2 separate regions of the Anas platyrhynchos genome follow, and region 1 is linked to region 2. The links are chromatin contacts, called in public Hi-C maps. All regions are on one chromosome and are shown on one strand. Each heading gives the region's core, a stretch centred on a gene start, on an enhancer-like site or on the middle of the called end of the contact. The rest is flanking DNA. Distances are from core to core; before and after follow the strand shown. Region 1 overlaps FAXC (failed axon connections homolog, metaxin like GST domain containing). Region 2 has its middle 86 kb from the start of MCHR2.

Evidence for each region. A called contact is a pair of places that touch in the nucleus more often than the background predicts.
Region 1: a contact with region 2 is called in a Hi-C map of liver, with 9 times the contacts expected there. The contact joins two enhancer-like sites. A contact is called at or near these places in 3 of 8 Hi-C or Micro-C datasets (F1 follicle, liver and subcutaneous adipose tissue).

What each region holds. Positions count from the first base shown.
Region 1 is chr3:78,070,671-78,077,879 of IASCAAS_PekinDuck_T2T, reverse strand. FAXC (failed axon connections homolog, metaxin like GST domain containing) reads right to left here. Exons shown (of 6, transcript XM_072036170.1): 4 at 4,343-4,560; 5 at 1,268-1,384. Among named protein-coding and RNA genes, the nearest start is that of FAXC, 14 kb to the right of the region's middle. Within about 2 kb of position 2,104, at least 4 of the 8 cell types and tissues checked have an H3K27ac peak or open chromatin away from gene starts, as enhancers often do.
Region 2 is chr3:77,814,172-77,821,705 of IASCAAS_PekinDuck_T2T, reverse strand. No RefSeq gene overlaps it. Among named protein-coding and RNA genes, the nearest start is that of MCHR2, 86 kb to the right of the region's middle. Within about 2 kb of position 5,060, at least 2 of the 8 cell types and tissues checked have an H3K27ac peak or open chromatin away from gene starts, as enhancers often do.

The DNA of each region.
Region 1 (7,209 bases), core at 855-3,354, 260 kb before region 2:
CTAAAGTCAGGACTTGATGCTACATTTACAATTAATTTATTTATTAAAATCTCGTGAATTTGGATGTTTTGGGCTTGCACCACCAGATGGCAGCGTTGTCTGCAAGGTAAATTCAGGGGTTTGGTTTTTATACAACTCGCCTCTGATGTTCCTAGCCCACAGAAGTATGTTATGCTCTATGTTTATATGTATACGTATGCTTAAAGAGAAGAATTTATGAGGAAACTTCAACGACCAAAGAAATAACAGCATATTAGAGGGATTATGTATGAGTATATGGAACCAGCACTCATAATGTAACACAGCATGAGTAGCTGGATGTGTACAGAGAATCATCCGTGCTGCTTGGGCATTTATATAATTTACCATTCCCTTCTCTTAGATACAAAATAGTTCAAACATCATTTTTCTTGAAACCCATGGACCCTTTAGAATTCTATCTGTCCCCTCAGACATCAAGAGAAAGAATTATATGGACTCTATCTACGTCCTTCATAAAAAATCTCAAGTATATTTTTTCCTCCACTCAAAGTGCTAGTAATAGGCAAGTCTGTGCCTCCAAACTGTTGCCTTAATGGTACCTCTTGCTCAGAGTAGGTCTACAGATCAGATTCATTCCTTTCACAGCTATTTCACATCCTTCGTTCTTTCCATTTTTCACAGTGTGGCTTTATTCTGCATAGTGACGCCAAGATGCTCCCACCAGACTTTGACACGCATATGCCACTCCACAAAGGAAAAAAGAAGTTGGGGCAGGAGGAGGAGCTATGTTGGTTTCCAATTCATGCAAAAACAAAGAAACTCCAAAGCCAGACTGGAATCTTTTCCTTGCCCAGCATCCTTAGTAGCAACAAAGGCTCTAATTGCACTGGGACAACAGTGCTTGCAGTTCTACTGTCAGTGGAAACTCCTCAGTTCAGCAAAATTTGGCTCATGGCTTCTAATACTTTACCCAGCATTCATTCCATAGAGGCATTTGGTCTTTGCTATGTTAAACAGGGAAAAGATCAAGTACAGGAACAGAAACAATCACCATGCAGAACATTAAAGTGAAAACAAACAAGAATTTTAAGGAAAAAAAAACCAACATTGCAGGATATAAGTGCTACATCAAAGGCAAGAACAGCCTAGAATGCAGTTAAGTGCCCCTGCAATCTTCAAATAACCTTACAAGGTGCTCCAAGTTTAAACACAGCAAATGCCACCAAGAGTCTTTGTTCTGTTTTGTTTTTTTCCCCTTTGTCGGAGATCACTTAAAACCTCTTACCTTTGATTAGCCTCTCTGGTCTGGTCCCTGGTAGTGTCCACATTGCCTGGGCCAGATGCCCAAAAACGGTGGCATCAACAGTGGAAAGGTTTGGTCCCATAATGTACTTCTTGTCACCTGTAAATACAACAGCAAACGTTTCACTGGGGAAATGGCAGTGAAAATCTGGATTTTTCCCGTTATGTCCTCAACACAATTTTTATAGAAAATCATTTAGTTCAAAGACAGAGATTTGCTATTGATTAGGGTTCAAAAGCTGATCCCAGGCCTCAGTAGGTGAAATCCATTTGTGCAGCTTGTTCAGACTGACACTGATGCATCGCTAAGACTCACTGTGACTGCTCAGAGCAGATCTGCATCTCCAGGAGAGGCAGGAGACATATGAGGACACAGCAGATAGAGGAGAAAGCAGCCGTGGGCAGGAGCAAACAGCTTGGAGCTTGGAGTGAGTTTGCCAAGAACCTCTCGCCAGGCGACACCGCTTCAAGGACGGCCACGAGGCTCTTCCCACTCACTGCCCCCAGCTCCATCCCAACACGACACGCTTGTGGAAGGCACCAGGAGGAGTCCTGGAGCATCCTCACTTCAGAGACAGGAGCCCCACAGACAGCAAACAGCAAAGCAGGCTCTCCCCACGCCACCGCCGCAGCTTCACAAACTGAGAGCGGGGTATTTCACACTCAGCCACAGCACGGACAGCGGGCTCAACAGACCACCAGCCCTCCTCACACACACCTTCCCCACCTCCCGGCACTGCCTTCTGACCAGCAGGGACACAGCCACGGCACTCCTGGTGCATGGGCAGGGGGAATGGCAGCCACGTGGCACTGCCCTGGTCTGCAGGAAGGATGTGCCTGCTCCGCACACCTCTCTGGGCACCCGGCCGTCGTGATGGTCCTGTGCAGCTACCAGAGCACACACAGACAGCAACTAACTAAGACAGGGAAGAAAATCCTCTTTCAAGGAGGCCATTCACAAAAGGATGATCCAGTACCAGCTTGCTGCCTCAGCTCAGGCATTAGCCCCGCAGCACAGGCAGCAAGCAGGGCACACAAGTGAGACATGAGGCATTTCAGGGGGTCAGGTTAGATGGCTGCCTTGGCCCTGCCTTGGCCCAATGTGCTATAAAGTGTGAAATGCTGCCCATAATTGAATTTTCCAAATCCAGTTATCCCATCTCCCCAGGACATTCTTCCCTTGTACAACACAAGCTGCCTGTAATTCAGCAGGTTATTAAATGTTAGGGTTATTGAGCGAGCTTAGAAAAACTGTCCAGCGGTGAAATACAGCAAATTCTGAAGTACAGCACAACATAATCTGCTATCCCCCTGTACTACAACGTAGCAAAGCAGTGCTCAGGAATAAGGAATAATGGTAACTTCCTACAGCAAGCCAGATGTGGTAGCAAAACAGAGCTAACTCTCCCCAGCTCGGCCACGGTTATCCAGATAATCCAAAGGTCAAATATAATGACTGTACACTGACTAATCTGACTGACTAATGGGGAAAAAAAAAAGTACAATATTCAGCTGATAATGTAGTAAAGTAACAATAACATAGCGGGTGCCCATGGAGGCTGTACAAAACCCAGGCAGACACGATGTTCCCATCAATAACCTGGAACTGGGCGGCAAGGCCCTGCTGGGAGCACATGCACCACGCAAAAAGAAAGCAGCGTGGTGGCAAAAAAACGAAGGGCAGTCGCAGGGCTGGCAAACGGGGCCACGAGCAGCACGCAGCATGCAGGCACATGCGGAGGTGTAGGAGCCGCGGGGAGGTCTGTCCAGAGAGTGTGGGAGGCGGAGAGAATGCAGAGGGGAAAAAAAAGGCACATTTTTTTGCAAGATTTGAAGAAAACACCTTAGAGAGAAGCTTGAGGATTTTCAGCCATTTTTCCCATCAAAACCAAAAGCGAGATTAATGGTTTGATTACAGCATTTATCTTCACAAGGAGAGGCTGCCTGAAGGCTGAGACCGGGCAAGCTCTGAACTGAAACTGGACAGCTTTTGGTGATGATCAACACCTGCCACCAATTACTGATGAACACAGTGGCATTTCCACCTCCTGAAATCTTCTGATTAAAGCTGGATGCCTTTTGGAAAGACCCGCTTCAACCAGAAGTGAGATGCCTCAGGACAGCAACCCATTCGTAGAGACCCGACTGGATGATTCAGAGACCCAGCTGAACTCCAAACTATGAACTTGAGCATCACTATAGGCTCCAGAGTCAAAACGATACAAATAAATCCAGGAACAGACCCAAAAGCAATTACAGAGAGGCAAACATGGTAACAGCTATACCAGGAAAAGGTTTCGGCTGAAGAAGTTCCTCCCAGCAGGGCCACCTGCTGCTCAGCTTCTCCAGAGGACCATAACGGGGATCACAACGCAATCAGCTCTCAGCAGATTGCAGCCCAGAAGCTCAGTGCAGACAGCTCCAGTTCAGACTTCAGCCTGAGCTACACAACTGAAATGAGGCTCCTGTGGTTCTAGCTGAGTGAGGGCAACCTTAAGACTACCTGTGCACAGCATCCACCCATGACAACCAGCACACCTGAACCCATCCATTTTGACAAACCACCTCCTACCTACAGCTTTGAATAAAGCTGCTCACACCAACCAAATACAGCAAAGTCCGGCTCACCAATGTACCACCTGCAAAGGACTTTCGAATGGCAGCCTCACAATAATCTATCACATGGTAACGAGTCCCACTAGGAAAAGAGATTCCCCAAAATAAGTAAGAGGTTACGTTTGACAAAATGAACACTACGATGTCCTGAATTCACACAACAAAGCGTTCATCCAAAGCCACAGGCCACATTCTGCTCCTTTAGATACAGACGATGCACAGAGAAGCAACCTGCCTACTCCTCTAGAGAAGCAATTTGGTGACAAACAGCGAGGAAAGAAGCCCCGTCCCCTTGGGAGTGAAGGTGGCGCTGAGGGCAGCATGGCCTCCACCTACTGACAGAAGCAAGCTCATCTGTGGGTGCGAGCAGGCTGCCACACATGGGTGACCTCACCCCGCGGGCTGTGCTCAAGCAGAAGGCGAATCGTTTGCTGTACGTTACCCAGGAGGCTCGCTAGAGTCCGCATGTCCTTCTCCATCAGCGTGTACATCTCCTCCTCCGAGAAGCGGCCGATGCCGTGGCCGTACATCTCCCGCTTCACGATCCCCTTGGTCAGGTGGCAGAGAATCCACTTCAGCAGGTCACTGAGGGGGCCGTACACTGAAATCATCTTCTGCGTCTCATGAAGGTTTTCCACCCACTGGCAATACGCCAGGGTCCTGGAAGGATGCACAAAGCAAGTTGTAAGAGTCGTCACCCTGCAACAGCTCCCACAAAGGTCAGATTGTTTTAATACTAGATGCTCTCTGCCCCGATGCAGAGCTAGTGCCCCATGAAAGCAGACCTTGGTGCACCTCGGGGTGCCAAAAGGGTTTATTAGCCAAAGCTGACCAACTGCACAGGCCTAGGGAAAACAAAGAAAAACTGAGAAACCAACCTCTCCTCCCACCAACCTGTTCTCCTTGCTTTCTATACTGCTAGAATTTAGCCAAGCAGTAGCTTTGCACCAACAAAAATACTTTATGATTTCTCATAAAGATCTCTGCTCTCTTCAGAGATTAGCAATGACACCACCTTTACAAAAAAAAAAAAAAAAAAGGAAACTGAAAAGGTGGTCGCTCTCAGGTTATTTTTTTCCGGCATTTTTCCTTCCCCTAACGAAGATGTTGATCTTGTATGAGACACACTTCTAAAGGCTTCTGCTGTGTCTCAGGCTGCACTGCAGCTTTATTAAATGGCAAATGCATTACTTCAAAAGGTCTTTTCATCAAAATTTGTCTTACCAGCTATATGTTTCGTTTCCCACAATATTTTTTGTGCTTTATTAATACTATAGGCAAAGAAAGTCATTTGTTGCTGTTGCTACTTTGACTTTTCTAATGCACAGCACCTTCTGACACAAGACTTTCTGAAGAAACAAGAGACCACATGACTTGTGACAGAAGTTCAAAGGGTACTGAAAGATGGGCTAAAGACATCTCAAAGCATACATGACAAATGTTTGAAGCCAACAACAGGGTCTCAGAAATATTGGGAATTTATAGCCATGTTCCATTATATTTTTTACAAATTTCCGAACTGAAAAATTTTAAAAAGTAGGCTTATGTATTTCAGATGGTATGAAAAAAACACTCATGAGATATGATAAACTAATGAAGCTAGATAGAAAAGCTGGAATATCAGAAGTTGCAAGTTCACATATGTAAAATATTAAATAGTGTTTAATAATTAAATGTTTCCATTTCCACTATGATTGGAGCTCTTTTTTTTTTTTTAAGTTCAGAATATGACTTCAGTAGAATTCTACATATTTCTACTTGCCTGTAATCTCCTTAGTGCCTATATGGATCAGCTAATTCAAAGTATAAGAAAAAAAAGAGAGGCATCTCCTGGAATACTCCCACTTCTTTTTTTTAAACTTGCATGCTTTATCAACCTCCAGTATACCATGACCAGAAGGTGAATTCAGCACTACCATCAGGGAAAAACTACTTTTGCACAATGAAAAATGCTCCAATCTTTACATTTTCACAAATTCCTTATTTGAATTACTAATAACATGGGGTAGAAGGAGCATATTTGGCATAAGAGCTGAAAAAAAAAATCCACTTAAAGCTCAAATTTGCAATGCTCTCAGAAAGGATGAAAGGCATTTCAATTCTACTAAAAGCTGTCCCCTGCAGACAATGTCTTCTGCTCAAACTGATTTCATTAAAGCCAGTAACAGTGAGGCCCATGCAGTCGTTGGTGCAAATGCATGAACAGCAAGGACCAGAAATGCACCTGCTTTGTTTCTGACAGCTTTTACCCTCACCAGGTTTCTCCACAACCTGTTGTGCTGGATCAGTATGACGACAGCATCCCACTGATGGCTCACATACCTCAGTGCAGGCTCTTCGAATGGAGACGTTGCACAATTCTTAGTGCTCAAAATGGATGAATCAACCAAAGTTTTGGGGCAAGTTTTAGCAAAGCTCGGTTCGAAACAAAACTGGGTTTAGAAAGGGCCACCAGAATGAAATGGGGAACATGAAACCAGCAAGCACGGGAGCAAACGGGTACTGAAATACCAGAAGCATCAACTTTGGCTGAAAGATGTGCTGCAAAACTGCTTTGCCCCAGGAACAGACATAAAAGGTGAAACAACTTCGGAAACATGGGAAGAAAACTGGGCTGAAAACCTAAGGGCACTTCATAAAGCAGAACATTTCAGTAGCTGTGTTTCGCAGGCCTGGGAAAGGATGCAGGCCCTTGGATGGATACAGCTTTGAAGGGGAAGAAAGAACCTGGTCTTGATGAGAACATCAGGAAACAATTACAAGTATTACCTACATCCATCAGCTATTAATTATACTTTTTACTTGAATAAGCTGAGAGAAACCTGCTCTCCAACAGCACAGCTGTGCATCTGACTATGAAGGCCCTCATTCCCCAGCATGGATCTCATTGGCTTCACCTGGCCACTCTGCAGCACAGTTTTAGTTGCTTTATGACAATGGGGCTCACCATAGAGAAGGACAGCAAGAAAAACACGACAAAACCAAGCAAAAATGCAGAAAGGAGACTCTGCTGTAGTATTTTTGAAAAAAATCACACCAGTCCAACAGCCCCTCCAGCCCTTCCAGGACTATTATGCACTCTGACTCCATCAGCTAGCTGGCACCACACCAAGTCATCAACCATGCCCAGGACAGCTTTAATTTCATGAGACAGGACAAATAAGGTTTCCCACAAAGCTAATTAGCCTGTCCTACAAAACAAGAGCACATTTCCCTAACATTCACTTGCTTGCTCTGGGGAAGAAGGTCTTTGGGTTTGGAAGAGGCAGATACCAGATGAAGAGTTAACGACCCGGACGGCGATGCAGG
Region 2 (7,534 bases), core at 3,811-6,310:
TAATGTATTTATACTTGAATGAATTTGTTCTTCCCCCCAATTCTGTTTTGTTAAAATGAGCAGTGATGTTGGTTGATTATGCAATTGAGTTCCCATTTCTGCTCTCTAAAGCAGAGCAACTTACAAGTTTACTGTCCAATTCCCTAAAGTGCTGGTAGATCCTTGTTGCAAATGGGAACAACCACTCTCAAGCAGGTAAGGCTATAAAAACGTGGGCAATGTTTCTCTGCCACAAGTGAAACAGAGAAAGAGGCCACCGTGCATCAAGCAGAAAGATGAAAGCCATGCCAGCTATTAACAGGGACTAAAGCGTACTACAGCATGCATTTCCATCACAAGCTGAAAAAAAAAACTGTGTGAAGAAGCATGGAAATGTTTTTTTAATATTGTAGTTCCCTGTTAATGCCACTCAGTTTTCACACTCATATTCATTAGATGTATTATTCTTAGCCATAAGGTGCTTTATGGATGTTAATTTAATGGGTTTTTGTCTTTACGGTTGCTTTGATGTTTCCAAAGACCTGCAGATGTGCTGCACATTAAAGTCACAAACTCAGGGCAGCCCAGAATTAATTAAGAAAGCAGGCTGAAAAAGCAATGACACTTTAAATTGTATTCACATACTCAACCTCATGCTAATCTAAGGACCTTTGGCAATGTTAAGAGACTTTACCTCTGGTTGTGGAAGGTCAGAGACTTGCTGTTGTCTATCCTGGGATTAACTGATAACCTGTGTGACATTGTCCTGGTTTCAGTTAAGACAGAGTTAATTTTCTTCCTAGTAGCTGGTAGAATGCTATGTTTTGGCTTAGGATGAGAAGAGTGCCGATAACATGCTGATGTTTTAATTGTTGCAGAGCAGTGCTTACACCAAGCCAAGGATGTTTCAGCTTCTCACTCTATCCTGCCAATGGGCAGGCTGGGGGTGCAGCAAGAGCTGGGAGGGGACAGACCCAAAACAGCTGACCCAAACTAGCTAAAGGGGTATTCCATCCCATCTGATGTCATGCTAAACAATATATAGGGGTGGCTAGCTGGGGAGAGGAGGAGGGCTGGACTGCTTGGGGTTAGGCTGGGCATCGGTCAGTGGGTAGTAAGCAATTGTATTGTGCATCACTTGTTTTGTACATATTATTATTATTATTTTCCTGTCTTAATAATTTGTCTTTATCTCAACTCACAGGCCTCACTTTCCCATTTCTCTCCCCCATCCCAGAGAGGGAGGGGGGAGGGTGAGTGAACGGCTGTGTAGTGTTTAGCTGCTGACCGGGTTAAACCACAACAGACATGACAGTTCAGTCCAGATGCTCATAGAAGAGCAAGGGTCCTGCTGCTTTGTTTTTCTGGAGCAGCATCCCTGTCTGTCACAGGCTCTTCGTTGATATATATAAAGGTTTAAAAAAATAGGTGCATAGTCTTAATTCATGTACAGAAACAGCTTGGTTGATTACCCAGTAATGAATGGAAAAGTCAGTTGAAACTCAGTATATAAATGTTTACAGATATGTTTGAGATTAGCATAGTATATATAATATAAATATTATTATATATATTTGTATAATATATATAATTTTTCTGTGGTCACAGCACAGTGTTTGCAGAACTGTACTGTAACTCATGTAAAAACTGCCTGTACCTTTTAATCACAGGTTCTTAGGTTGGGAAATATATATTCCAGATTGAGTGTCTTTAAATCAGCTGTATTTTTCATCCCTGTTTGCATTGACTGTCTTTTTTCTCTGAAAATGTTTCCAGTGCTATAATACCTGCATACTATTGTAATATATTGCACACAATCTGAGAAAGATAGGATTAAAGGATTTGCTACTGTATGTTTCTACTCAAAGATTGTAAATGTGAAGTGTTGTTGCTCCAAAACTGCAAATATAACTATAACATGAAGATTTCTGCAGTTTCTCAATGTTTCTGCAAAACACTGAGGAAGAAAGAACTTTTTTATTAATTGTTTTAATGTGATGTTCATCTGCTGGTTGCAGTGTGTAGCTCTTTTTTTGGAGGCAGACTGTTTTGCAGAAACTCATATTCCCCAAAGATAAACAGATGAAGATGAAGAGCACAAGCATGGTGATAGGAAGAAGAAATACCTAATCCTATTTCATGACCATTTGCTGTTTAAGTTTTGCTTTGCAAACTCAAAAACCCCCCACAGCAGGTACTTTCAAAATTAACTCTTTTTAGGGGGTCTAGTGTAATAGTACTTAAATAGGCTTTCTGGGACTGAATTAGCTGTTTCAATTTTATGTTTGGCTTCAGCATCCATACAACTGTCTCTCTAGCCTGAAAAGCTCAATTTTCCTACTAGTCATGCTCTCTTTGTACCCTTTTCCCACTGCAGAGTTTGGCAGCCTGTTCCTAACAGCTGGATTTTCCCCTCTCTGCCAGTTACCGCTCTTTGCAAATTCTTTAAATCAGACCTTTGCCCAGGAGGTCAGAACAGAGAGTCTGAGATTTCTTTCCAAATTTCATCTGAAGTGTTAGCTAAGGGACCTTTCCAGCATAAGCTGTAAAACGTCTATTACCGAGATGGTTATATGACTTCTGTTTGTTACCTATTCCCAGATACCTGCTGCTTCTCCTCCCATTTTCCTCAAATTCTTGATGCAATACTGCTCCCAGCACTTCTGCTCTTGAGGGCACCCAGGCTTTGTATTAAAACAGATTGACCACAGCCTGTTTGCTACTGAGGAAAAAAGGAGCTTTAAGAAGCAGTAAGCTTGCTCCACCTGCACACAATCACTTAATTTTACACTCTGCTACTAGATTCTAAATGTAAGATTGTAAATACTACTTACAGGAGTGCAAAACCATGTATACGTGATTTTTGCCATTGCAGTTGTAAAATTATTAATTTAATAAAAAAATGAAACAATTTGGTTTTCCTTGGAAGTCTTTACAATAATCACAATCTATTTTGAAGTAATAAAGAATAAACAGGCATTTAAAGGGTTTTTTAAGCTGAGTTCTGCTAAAGTGCTTTTAAATATTTAATTAAGCCATAAAAACTCTCAGAGGAAGGGGACTTCATACACTTTTTTTTTTTTTTTTTTTTTTTTTTTTACAGAAACAAGTCCAGAAATACTATATAGTAGCTTGAAGAAGTCTCTCTGCACTCAGTAACAAAACCCTGAGCTCCCCTTATAAAGAGGGAGGTCTTGGGCTCTAATCCATGACTTTAATTAAAAATAAACAGGGAAAAAAAAAAAAGCCTAAATACCCTTGTGAGCATAAGCCAAAAGCCATGTCTCTTGGTTATTTCCAGAAAATATCAATAGTAAAGAGCATCACAGCCAAGCTACGTTGTATTTATCCCTTACCTGCTCCCACAACTCATTCCCTTCTTTTCTGCATGCTGTTCTATCTGCAGATACTGTGATAAATATTGTCCTATCTTCCTCATTCCAGACCCTTTGTACTATGTAATAGAAGGGAAAATAAGGCATTTTGCTTGGAAGTAAATCAGTTGATAAACATTCAGCTGATGAGACTTTGGTGCACCTGTAACTCAGGACTCATGCTGGCTAAACTGTCACATAAAAGGACACTGCCACCTCTTCTATCAGCTGTCTCGTACTGAACATACATATGACTTCTTTTTAATTAATTTAAACAAGATAGAAGCCATTTGATCTTGATAATTACCAAGCAAGTACTGTAATTAAAATTCTCCTCACTGAAAACTATTAAAAAAAAAAAACACAAAAAACAAACACACACACAAAAAACAACCAAGTCTTTTAAAATACAAAGTCATTTAGGTTAAACTTTGGACAAAATTTAGCATGAAACCATTGGTACTATATAAGTACAGATACATGGGGTTCCTCCATATTAATTAATGATTAATGAACTTGTAATAAAAAAGTACATTTTAACAATGTTCAGTGTATCAGGCAAACTGAAACGAATGAAAAAATGTTCAAATAGGCAAAATGAAGCTTGAAAAACGCATTTCAAAAGCAGGCAGAGAGCTCCATCTGCTGCTGGCCTGCTCGCTGCAGCACCACGATGAACCAAGCTCTGTGGCACTCTGCTCAACGATTCCCACTGTCTTATAGATGTTGTGAAGGTGTCTTTGTTAATTAGGAATAAGAACATTACATGCAAATATATTTTTTTTTCTTCCAGGCCCTTCATTTTCGCATTTTCGTTTTCCTCTTTACTTTTTTTTTTTTTTGAATTGGCATCCTGAAATGTATGTTTTTGTATACGGAAAAAATAACTACTTCGTCTTCTGACATAAAACTATGCCTCTCTTGGTCTTCTTCACCTCTTCAGTGTATTTCTGTATTTTCATGAATTAATATCTTCTGTAAAACACAGGACTGCTGAGGCACACAAAACTATCCAATGTTCTTTATGCACCAGTATCACTTGTCTTTGCCTTTTGGTTTCACAGTAGCTTCCATAATAAGGACATATTGAGGCCAATGCAGTATTGTGAGGGTTTCTCAGATACAGCAGAAAATTGATAATCTGCTATAGCTCTGGAAGTGTGACTTTCCCTTTCTCATTCTATGGAAAGACCAATACTTTAATACTCCAATACACAACTTGAAAATACATACATGTATGTATCTGTATGTATGACATGTATGACATGTTCCAGGGCCTCAATGTCCTTGTAGTAAAGCTGGACACAGTACTTGAGGTGCGGCCTCACCAGAGCAGAGTACAGGAGGATGATCACCTCCCTGGTCCTGCTGACTACACTATTCCTGATACAAGCCAGGATGCTGTTGGCCTTCTCGGCCACCTGGGCACACTGGCAGCTCGTGTTCAGGTGAGCATCAATATACACCCCCAGATCCTTTTCCTCTGCACAGCTTTCCAGCCTCTCTGCCCCAAGCCTGTAGCTTTGCATGGAGTTGTTGTGACCAAAGCGCAGGACCTGGCAATTAGCCATGTTGAACCTCATCCCATCTACTAGCCTTTCTATTTGTTAGTCTTAGTACAAATAGTCTTCCTTGTTTAGGCCTATGCAGTTTCTCAGTGTGGCTCAACAGATTTGTAAGGTGAATGAGTCAGTACTGAGGTTTCTAGCTTCATGCCATTGTTTCCAGGGTGTTACTTCAGACTGGCTGCAGTGTGGTCCCAAGGAGTGGCTTCCTCTTAGCAACAGGGTCACACTAAGTCACTGCTGGAAGGCAACTCTCTCATTTGTTTTCATTCAGAATGAATCCCATCCAAGTACTCTGAGACAGCTTTGTGATGTACAGTAAGTGGGGATGCCTGGGAGAGCCTTTAAAAAGGCCTTCCAGTTGGGAGCTAAAAGGCTAGCCCAGAAGCTAAACTAATGCAGAACCATACTTTCTGCTCAAAAAGATAGTATTTAATGCAAAAGGTTTTATGCAAAATGATTTTATGCAAAAAGATTTAATGCAAAAAATTTAAAAGCTCCTCTAGGTATATACATTGTAGGGTACATATTCAAGTGTATTTCAATCCCCAGTAGTCTTGCACTAAGTTTAGTTGGCACTCAGCTTTAGATGAAGAGTGGGGATATAATTATCAGTACAGCTGGAACACCACTAGCAAGATTTACTCTCTTTGAGCTCAGATGGCTCAAACTGCCTTACAGATCAGCACAAGCATTTTGAACAGGGGCGCTTTTCCCTTTCTTTCATCTTAAAGAAAGTAGGGGCTTATCATAGATCTATATGCCTACCTACACTGAGCACTGGATTATGACAGATCCCGAGGACAAGTATCTTTCATAATATTTATTTGCTTTTTAAGATGCTACATGTAATACTGCTTATAACTGGCAGTGGAATAGAATTCATTAGATTAAAAATATGCATTGAGAACATACCACAGTGGTGCCAACATCATTATTAGTCTGCTGCTGTCTTTGCATGAACTGACTGCAAAAGAATGAACAATAGTATCTCAATGAAGCTTATGACTAGATGTAGGCACTTATACAAGGATGTTAAAAATCTGTGCCTTTGCATAAAAATGTACTATACAGCTGCTTAAAAAAAAAAAAAAAAAAAAAAGCAGAAGGCAATAACTACACCTGCAAAGAAATCCTGCAAGAAATACATTATTAGTCGGAAGGCTGATTCTAGTTATTTTGGCAGTGGGATTACGTAGAAAAACACACAATAGTTTGAACAAGGTTGAAGGGAGACAGGGTAGATGGTGAGCTTGGCTGCCCTTGGCACTGGGTATTCTCTCATTTCCTGCTTCCTCCTCCTAATTTCAGTCTTCTAAGTTCTCTTCTTCATTCTCAAGGGATGCCCTTTCAGAGCCTCCTTGCTCTCCCCAGGAGAACAGGGAGGAGAGGGAACAGCAACAGGCAGCAGTGAAGGAGATGCTTCCCTGTGGACAGGCAGAGGGATGTGTGTACTGCTGGTGTACTCAGTGCACAGGAAACAGCAGGAAAGCTACTGCCTCTTGGCCAAGGCAGCTACAAGAGCAGCCACAGCTCTGCAGCAGGAGTGGAGGGTGTTGAGGGGTGGAGGAGTATGGGCTATGCTGTAGCCCATACCTAGCAGGTACATTCACCTCTACCCATCCAGGCTCCAGTTCCTTCCTAGACTTTCCAAAATTGGCTGAAGCCAGTTAGTCACATGTTTGATCACCCCAGCCCAGGGTTAGAGGACTGGATGGAGAAATCTGCAGACCATCAGTTTCACACTTCTATTTTAACCAGTCTAATTGATTTAATTGGTTTTAATCAGTCATGTTAGTGGCAACTCCTGAGGTCATAAAAATAGTTGACTTCTATCTAACAGCTGGGGCTTCATTCAGACCATCACTAACACACATGGCACAATCCTTGTGTGACTTTGTTTGTGCTCGTTAACTCTACTGAGAAGAAGGGTAAACTCACCCCTAGCAGGCTCCGTGCTGTTAAGGTGCAGTGCTCTCAGCACCAGTGGGATACATACAATGTATTTTGCTCTGTAGTTTAACACTTAGAATAAAATTCAGTTGGACCATGCAGATATCAGAAAATATATGGACTGCCTGGACTCATGGGAATTCTTGGTCAGAGGTTCAGGATAGTTGTACCTTTGCGAAAATAAGGAACATTCATCCTCATGGGAGGTATCTACTACTACTTTTAAAAGGTTGAATAACAATTTCATGTCTTTATCTTAAAAAGAGGAAGACATAATAAATGGTAACTAGTAACTTAGGTCCTAGGGGAAGAAAACAAAAAACAGGAAATACAACAAAAATTATGGAACAATTTTGAATATATATGCTTTAGGATTATTTCTATTATCTGAAGGATTGTAGTTTTTTTTTTTTTTTTTTTTTTTTGTGCCATCACTAAAAAGTTATTACATATAAATCTAGACTTTTTTTTTTCTTTCTCCCCTCCACTGCAATTCTTGTCAGCCTACATTTTATACGAATAACACACAAGCTTAATGATATACCCTCTAGTAAAATGCACACACAAAGCTTTCCAGCATGAGATGCGCTTATTAATTCTGAATCCAAGCAGTGATTCTATCCAATAGGCTTCATTAAGCTCTGTGACAGCTTTAGGAAGGAA